2 separate regions of the Drosophila melanogaster genome follow, and region 2 is linked to region 1. Evidence: chromatin contacts called from public Hi-C data. All regions are on one chromosome and are shown on one strand. The core of a region is the stretch at or near the end of the contact, and the rest is flanking DNA. Distances in the headings are between cores, read along the strand shown. Region 1 holds the start of CG40006. Region 2 holds the start of lncRNA:CR43242 (long non-coding RNA:CR43242).

Region 1 (4,834 bases), core at 1,085-3,584:
TAACTGGAACTAATTTACAAGATTAACAAAAATAAGAAAAAGTATTAAACGTTTGGTTCAGTGTGTTGAGGGGTTTGTGGGCGCTATAGTGCGCGTGGCAAAATGTTTTGGCAAATAAAAAAAAATTAACAAAACTAAAAAAATAACAAAATAATTAATTTTGGTATTTTTTTCATCACTATGGTTTTTATTAAAGGACGCATACCGTCCTTGAAAACTGCGTTCTGACCAATCCTTGCAGGAATTGGATTCTAGGACCTGTGTGCCGTTTACCAAAGTCTAATGTTATCGTTTTCCATCATTTCTGAAACGCGTAAAAAATGATCAATCAATGCTTTAAAGCATTGTTTGGCACATTTACTTGTATGTTGTAGGTCATTATCGTATTGGAACGTCTAAACAAGGCATATTGAGCACCATGTTATTAAAAATGTTGACGCACAGATAACAATCCGTGATGGCTTCAATCCTACATATCGGCAAATCATAACAGTAAAATATGTTTTTAATTTTAAGTTAATTTAAAGTTCAAAGACTGCAATGTTTGTAAAAGGCAAAAGGAAGCGTTTCCCACCATATAAAGTATATCTGTGTATATATATTTGAGATCAGGATCAATAGCCATGTCCGTCTGTGCGTGTGAACGAGATCTAGAGATCTATAGATCTCAGGAACTATAAAATCCAGGAGGTTGAAATTAAGCATACAGATTCAAGAGAAAAAGAAGCAGCGCAAGTTTGATGACCCATTTTGACACTCTCACTCTAACACCCACGAACCACACAAAATTGCGAAGCCCACATTTTTGAAATTATTTTGAGTATTTGTTCATAATTATGTATATTAGTTTTGTAAATTTTTATCGTCTTGCCATAAACCTTTTTGCAAGGCCCATAAACCGCCCGGAATTACCACGCCACAATTGTCCTTCGGTATACCAAAAAAAAAAAAACAAACACCTTGGACACGCCCCTCATTTTCACTAACTAACTACCAAAGCGGTCTCGACTCATTTTAGCAATTTTTAGTTTTTTTTTCTCATCTTATTCCATAATATACATATACCGATATCCCCCAGGCAAATGATGAAATTATGCGTTCGCATTTCCACTTGGCGAGTAACGGGTAATTTTTATCGATATGCCAAAAGCATTTTGGCCACGCCCATTTAATAAGTTTTTTATATATATCCAGTAGCTGTAGCGTTGTATATCGTTTCAAAAATATTCCTCCTCTTTAGTTTTTAATACATTTTTTTTTGTAAATTAATCCCTAAGAATTTTTTAGTTTTTACGTTTTATGGGAACCATAAAGAATTATTTTTTCTTAGTAATTAATGAGTTGACATCATGGTAATATTTTGATGCGATACTCATTTAGTAAAATAGTAAGTTTTATAAATTATAAGTATTTACATAACAGCAATATTCATCATTTCGACCGCATAAGGTACATATTTATTATAAGTATGTTCTCGTCGGGTTTAAAAGCAAAGCTACATATAATAATGCACATTGAATTCGTGTAATTAAATTTGAATATCGGTAACTGTATACAAAAATAAAAGAGAATTGGAAATGTGCATGCAGACTATAATCTATCCCCTACGTAACTCAATTAAAATTCCAAATATGCCTGTGTCCATCGTAACTCTATATTTAACGATTTTTTTTAACTAAAAATTGTTGTATCTGTAAATACGAATTGATATACATAAAATGTTAGGTAGATTAAGTATTATAATACTAAACACTGATGACAGTATCAGGCTTGTAAATACGCCTGATGTTATGAAATGTAAATATATAAATAAATTTTCATCCATGCAACGAAATTTTTTAACTGATATCAACTGGTGGCAAACTTCGTTATCACAGTACCGATATTTAATTTTTTAGGCGCTCGACTTCTGTTAATGTGATTAAATCTTAACTTAAGCCTCATTTTTTTGTGAGTGTACATAATTACTATCCTACACGACACGAATGGACAAAGAGTAATTTAGGGTATTTATAATTTCACAAATAAACTTACAGAACAATATAATATAAATTCTTAGCAAAACCCAGCTGATATCGTACTTTTCCAACGACATGCCAAGCAGTGAACTTCCAACAAAGCCTTAAACTGGTTTTGCTTTAAGATAACTATTGAATTTTGGCTTATGCCTAGATCAGAAGACCGGCAGAAAACAATGCAACAGCTGAGCGCCGATCCGCGCGACCCTAGACTGTTAGTGCGGGCGCTCTCTGTCTGATCCTCTCCTTTTGTCGCTCTTTCTGATTGCGCTCTTTTGATGATAATACTGAACATTTAATGTCGCCCGTGCTTTCATTCATAAGCGGGCAATGCTTGCGAACGGGCGACAACGCGATACGGGATAAAGATACCTTGATAAAGAAATTGTACTCGTATGTACAAGAAGCTGCAGCAGCAAAGGCTTACAAAAGTTTTTAAGTGCCGTGGCAGAAGAGAAAATCTAAAATCTAAAGTGACCAATATTTTAAACAAAAAAACTAAACTCTATATATGATTTGAAAAAAAAAAAAACAGCCAATATGAAGGAGTTTAGCAAAATGTTTGCGCGACGATATAGTTCAGTATCAAGAGACGTAGAGGCCAGCAATCAGCGGCAGTCAGCAGTGACCCCTGGATCTGGGTTGAGCACAGACGCAGATCCTGCGGTGTCTTGTGCCGCTCAGGTAGCACTGCAACGAATCCAGCGCCGCAAAAGTCTCAAGGCAAATCGTTCAATGAATCCGATAGACATACTAAGCAGCTTTTTCAACGAGCCAATCCAAGGCAAACGGAATCGAGTTCCTACCCGTGAGTTTTTGATGAATAAAGAGAATTATGCTTTCTCGATTAAATTTACACATTTTCGTTATATCGTTCGCATTTGGGGGACAACAAAAACCTGATAAAGAGTCATTAAAGTTGTTTAGCATAGCACTCTATGCTTGTTTTTGCATTGATTGTTAAATACCAAAAGCGAATAAAATTAAAAGCAATGCCGACAATGGCATAGTTTGGATTTCTGATTTCGCTGACTATCTTGTCAAACCACAAAATAGCGTGAACAAATTACATATATCAATTACTTACGGATTCCGTTCGACCCTGAACTTGACCATAAAGCAAACCCAAACAACCAGAAACTGAAACATTTAAAACATGTTACTTTCCTTATATGAGTCGTGAGACAAGTGCGATTGCTTGACTTACTGTTGCATAGTATGTTGAAGAGGGCGACAATGATCGAAGGTGACCTTAAATTGCACCGACGACCTTGCTTATATAAGCAAAACGAAAGTTTTTGTGAAAAAATTTAAGGGGATATTGATCGATAACCATACAGGTTATTAAATATTAATAAATTATTTAAAATTCATAATTAAATTCAATCTAACAATTTTAAAAGGTGTGTATTTCACCTTGCTAAGATTTTTTAGAATAGTAATTTGGTTTAAATTATATTAAATTTTATATTTATATAAAAACATTGTACGCGGTTCCTAAAAAACTTTATGTAAAAATGTTTGGCATTTGATTTCATCACATTATATTCCCTGAATCATTAAAAACGAGATCAACCAAATATAATGAAATCGGGATTTCAATTCGTCTAGTATTACAACGCCCTATTTTTAATTAATTTTTTAGCACTTGGATGTGAAAAAGTTTTTTAAATTATTTAAAAATTTATTTGACCTGTAATTACCTTTTGATTTGGTGTTAAGCATTAATATTTTTAAATCGAACTTCTGAAATTAAATTTAAATAGTTTAATATGGCTTAAAATTTTTTTCTTGTCGTTTCGCTGTAAAATTTAGCACAACGTATTTGTAACATCTTTTTGTAAAAGAACAACATTTTTCAGGTTTTTAGTTTTTTAAGCTTTTATATATACATATAATTTAAAATTACATGCTTTTAAATGTTCATATTTATGTCATGGGGTAAAAAAGCACCTTCAGTATACAACAGTTTTGATATTCACTTCGTTTTGACACATTTTTGAAATTTACTCGGGGATCATATTTTATTAAATACGAATATGAATATTGAATTAAATATTTAAATTAAATATAGAATAAGAAAATACATTCATTCGCATTCACACAATTGATATACCCGTTAATCGTAGAATAAATGGGTATACCGTATTCCGAGCGAGCATATAAGAACTATTACTAGCCTATTATTAGTTTATCTGGCCATGCCTGTCCGTATAAACGTCCAGATCCCAAGAACTATAAAAGTTAGAAATTATATATTTAGAGAGATTAGATATGCAGATTCCAAAGACGTAGCCGCAGCGCAAGCTTGTGGTATAATGGTCAGCTTCACACCCTCTCCTGGATTGTCGATATAAGGACATAGATCTGTCTTTTTTCCTTTTACTTATGAATTTAGTTTCGATTTGAGCAAAATTTTTTGATTTCGTTTGTAGGTGCTCTGACTTTTGCAACATTTTTGCTATCAGAATGTTTCGTAAACAGTAAGCAGCTGTTTATGCTGCTTTCCAGACAGTAGAACGGCCACCTTTTTCACAGTTTTAATTCCGATGTTCGCAATTATTTTTTTACCGCACTTTGACCATTTAAGTAATGAAATTCAATGGCATTATTTACGAAGAACACCTTTTGCCCTCCTTTAACTTAATTAATGAATTCTTTTATATTTTATAAGTATTTTCACTTGCCTGTTTCGTTTTACCAACAGTAAGGCAGCCTGAGCGATAATTTTTGGCGACGTACATGTAGACCCGTTGCTAAATCGAAAATTTTTGTTGCCAACGGCAAAAATTTGAATGCCAAATCTGATCTGAAAT
Region 2 (4,834 bases), core at 1,586-4,085, 310 kb before region 1:
CTAACACTCTATAAAAATTCAATTCGTTAACACGATAGAAAATAAAAAAATAAATTTAATATGACTTTAATACTGACTTCAGATTGCGAAATACAACTCACAAAACAATACCTGTGATCGATCCCAAAGCAACTTGAATTTGTTTCTTATTAACTATTGTAAGGTAGCTGGTCGTGCTAAAAGTAGGCACGTTAATTGGAAGTTCTAGAGAATGGGAATAATTGTAATTGAGCCCATCAATTCCTTCAATGAGCCCTTCAATCAACTCCACAAATCGCTTCCAAGCCTTGTTCAACGAATGACGCCCATATTCATGTCTCAAGGAAAACAATACGTAACAAACAGTCGGCCAGTGTTAACCAATCTGACCAATCTGTAACATCCCCCATTGAGTTTCAATGGAGGACATCATCGCATGCCTACAGAATACGCCATAGCGTTGTACGTGTATATACTCGACGCAATAAGTCGAACTCACTCCTTGTTAATATGAGGTTTATTGATCTCAAAAAAGGTAAATAACTAGTTTGTCAAGAAAATTCTTATTGTCTGCAAGTCCAGTATTTTTCTGCCCTATCGATCGACCGCCATTATTGCGGCGCCCCTTCCCTATTTTATGCACTGTTTTGATGCCAACAGCCGATTTGCTTTGTTTACATCGATAGCAGCTTTATGGTGGCATCCTTGCTCCTGATGCTGGGAACCATCGCTTTGCATCCCTGCCTTTTCCACGCTGTCAGTCGGCTTCAGTCCTCTTGAGTTCTTGCTCCTATTATCCAGGTGCATACCCTACTTGGGGCCGGCGCTGATTTTCCAGGCTCGAACTCTTTTTCCTGCGCGAGTGTACCTGCTCGAACTCCTTCTTCTGTTCGCGAGTTGAAGATTACGATCCCCGTTTCGTCTTTCCCCTTCCCCTATTAGAATTCGTCTCCGACATGAATTGGTCTCCTCCATGCTGGCTGCTTGATCAAAACAATGACGGTTGGGCGCCAAAAGTAACAAGCTGTTTAGTTCTACTCGCTACGAATTGCAGCGGCGAGCTCAGAGAGTTTTTGTGTTCGTCCCATCAAATTTTTGATTTGTGTGAGTACCTGACCAAGGAGAAGACAGAGTTTCAGATTAAGGGCGCTTTATTGTAGTATTTCACGGCTGACTGCTGATCGCCGTCTGCTGCGCGGCGTTGCTCCTGCGACGCCTTGCCTTCATCTTCCTGTGTGTCCCTGACAACGGAACACGTGCAGGATCGAAAGGGATTAGGATGTCATGGGCCAGGGTATATCGTCAACTGGTTAAGGCAACACTCGGCCAGGGACTACCCTTACCGACCACTGACTCCACTGTCCCTTCTGACCAGGTTCTTGTGTTATCGTGCTCCGCGGATCTCTGCATTGCACCGTTCTTCACCTGGAGTGATTGTCCTTGTATGTCCGCTCACTGGCTAATTCCCTTCTACGTCCTGCGCGTTCTCACAGACCGTTACCTTGTCGACGGGTGCGCGTTTTTCACTGACGGGTTGACTGTTCGCGGCGTTACTCTTACTTTCTCACTGTTCGTTCCCACTCGCGAATCTCTTGTCGCCTTGTTGGTATAGGTGGTCGCGGGGATCGCGTTATTTTTTTGTGCACGGTCCGCTCAGGTACAAGGCCACGTTAGTTCAAGGTGCGTCCTCTTTGTGCTCGTCCAAAGTCCGCATTGTTACCGTTCGACCTTGGGCCTTGGCCGTCCAGAGCTCGAGTCAAAGGTCCAGCGCAATACCGTTAGTTCACGGTCTCTCCACTTTGTCGGGGTCCAAGGTCCATTATTTTCCGTTCGACCTGGCCGCCTGACAACTCTCACATTCCAGCCGTCTTCGCTGTTGCTAAGCAGCTTTCCTAAGTTGTATTTTTTGAGAGTTTTAAGACTCCTCACAGTATTCAGCTCGCGACGTATGAAATCCGCATGTCGTGCCCTAAAATTTAGCAACAAGTTGTATATTTATATTTATTATATAAATATTCATTTTTAACTATGTATGTATGTTTGTATAGTTTTTATGAAATACATTTTTTAAAATGTATATATATTTTTTAAATTTATTTTTTAAATTACAAAAGTTTTATCCACAATTTTAGATAAAATTCATTTGATTTATTAGTTGAAATAATAAACATAATTTTAATTCTGTTATGTTGCTCACAGTCTCATGTTGAAGTATGTCTCCAGTACCATTTTACAAATATTAATTATAAACAATAAAATATATTTATGTGAACGGTTGATAATAATTTAAATAACATTAAGAATAAAAACAATAATGGTCAAGGCATTAATTTTTAAATCATTTTTAAATATGTAACTTCGCTTCTTAGATCAATATTAATTTCGGTTCGAAAATCGTCTTCTACGCTCTCAATTTCACGCGAGGCGGAGTAAGAGCAATTTTGGCCGTCACAAACCTCTTGATATTCGAATGTCTTTGCTTAGACATCGGTAGTCCCCGTGCCGCATGTAATTGGCAATTCTGTATGATCTTGATCAACACTAATCTACAAATCTCTTTAAATGACACAATGAAAATGCTAAGATATGCAAAACTTACGAAAAGCACATTCCCCGCAGGAATCTTCCTTTACTTTCTCAGTCGATTTATTATGTCTTGGCAATCGAGTAACTACAGTTCAATCCACTATACATTAACTGTTGCACAATTTATCGCTACAAAAACCATTACAAAATCAAATGGTTCGGCTAAACAGACGACGCTCTTACTGGCTCTCTCAAGCATTATTTATCATAAAATTTTGAATTGTGAAAAATTGATGCTTGTTTTGCTTTTATTAGTTTTAAGAAGTTTAACTTGTGTTAACTATGGGAAATCTTTATACAAAGTTATTCGATTTAAGCCCCGCCCACACTCTCATGAATAGAAGTAGTAACATTTTCCTTGTTTCGTAGCGTTTAAAGGGGTTTGTTTCCTATATATTCGATGATAGTAGTATCTTATCGTGCATAGGTAATTAAATACCTTCTTTCAAGGTATTTATTTTGAAAGCAACGAAAACATTATGAAGTACGACTTGTTTTTAACAACTGTAAGCTCTTCTTAATTTTTTTCTTCAATATCGATAATATTTAGCGTGTAAGTCGTAAGCTCTACTAACTATGACTATGCCATAGATGCAAGGCAATCGTTGTGCAATAGTTTTTATTTTAGTAAAACAGTGAAATTAAAAACAGTTCGATGACCCATGTAGTTGACTTAAGTTTCAACATAAAATAGACGCATGCGTTTTTTTGTGTTAGAAAAATTTTAAAATAAATTTAAATAAATAAATAGATTTGTAAACTTTTTTCTATTGTAGCTTATCTGTTCTTGCCCGATAGGGCATCCTTTCTTGCAGTGATATGGCTCTGTGTGAATCGGACATTAAGTCGAACAGTTGATAGTCATTAAATCTATCGGGCCTTGAAAATAAATAAAAACATTGTTGAAGCTCGTTGTCATCAATATCTTAAGGTGGTGCTAGTATTGATATATTTGTTAATGGATTTGTATGACGGCATTGATACGAGGGCTCGATCTAGCCAGATTGATGGATGGTCTTCGGGAATAAAAATGTTACAGACCCAGCTGGCAGTAAAAATGGCTGTCAAAAAACCAGTGAGTATACAATCTGCCGATATAGATCATACAATTATTAATACACCCTATGTAGCTTATGACGCCAGTGGTTAATCTAAGGTCCAAACGCCTTGCAGATCCAGAAGTTACATGTTTTGCTCCAATTACTACAGTTGTATCCAAACCATTAATAAGTGGTAAAGCCCTTCCATCCATACTGGAAAGGATAAACAGGGGGGACTGGGACGTTGCCGATGAATACGATCCTCAAAGGCCAAATGAATATGAAAAACTTAAAGAGAAAAGTAATGGCAGTGACAAAAATCGAGCAGGCGTAAGTGATCGAGAAGACCGAGATGACAAAGAAAAAGATCGTAAACGTGGACGCGTCGGTCGTCGAGAATTTTATAGAGACGAAGTCTCAGCCCCTAACCTGAAGCTCAGCGGGTTTGGCCACCGGCAAAACGATGATGACATGTACTTGCCATCTCCGGGCCTTGTAGCTAAACAGGGAGGTGCCACAATCGCTCCCCCTCCTTCCCTCCAAGAAATGTCCATTGATAGTGGTTGTGAAGCCACTAATACTATGCCATATTCTGCCAGCTCGGTGGCCGCCAAAATTATGGCAAAATATGGGTTTAAGGATGGTCAAGGTCTCGGAAAATCGGAGCAGGGCATGGCCATAGCTCTTCAAGTAGAGAAAACCTCCAAACGTGGTGGACGGATCATACACGAAAAAGACGTTTTTCTGCCACCCCTAGCATTGTCGCCACCTTCTATTGGCTCCCAAATAGGAACAAGTCCCAGCCACAAGGCCATGCCTCCTCCCCAGATGGTAGACACGGCGGCTGAGAGTGGTGACATCGGATACAGCATTACGGAGATTATGAAATCACCAAGCAAGGTTGTTCTTCTACGCAACATGGTAGGACCCGGGGACGTTGACGAAGAATTGGAACCCGAGGTAAAAGACGAATGCAACACCAAGTACGGGGAAGTGAACAGTGTAATCATTCACGAATCGTTCGGAACTGTGCCAGAAGATGCAGTTAAAATATTCGTAGAGTTTAGGCGGATCGAAAGTGCAATTAAAGGTTTTTATACATATGTGAATACTTTGTTTGGTAAATAGTTAGCTTTTATTTTTCTTTGCAGCTGTAGTGGACCTTAATGGACGTTTTTTTGGAGGACGTCAAGTGCGAGCGGGGTTTTACAACTATGATAAGTTTAAAT

The links. A called contact is a pair of places that touch in the nucleus more often than the background predicts.
Region 2: a contact with region 1 is called in a Hi-C map of the Kc167 cell line, with 3 times the contacts expected there. A contact is called at or near these places in 1 of 107 Hi-C or Micro-C datasets (the Kc167 cell line) and 1 of 7 datasets of targeted methods (the Kc167 cell line).

What each region holds. Positions count from the first base shown.
Region 1 is chr2L:22,753,849-22,758,682 of dm6, reverse strand. CG40006 reads left to right here and starts at 2,334. Exons shown (of 10, transcript NM_001042936.1): 1 at 2,334-2,826. The coding sequence starts at 2,559.
Region 2 is chr2L:23,067,006-23,071,839 of dm6, reverse strand. It overlaps lncRNA:CR43242 (long non-coding RNA:CR43242), which reads right to left and starts at 2,835. Exons shown (of 2, transcript NR_048041.1): 1 at 2,579-2,835; 2 at 1,116-1,948. It overlaps Spf45 (Spf45,), which reads left to right and starts at 3,454. Exons shown (of 3, transcript NM_001042961.3): 1 at 3,454-3,640; 2 at 3,696-4,695; 3 at 4,757-4,834. The coding sequence starts at 3,524.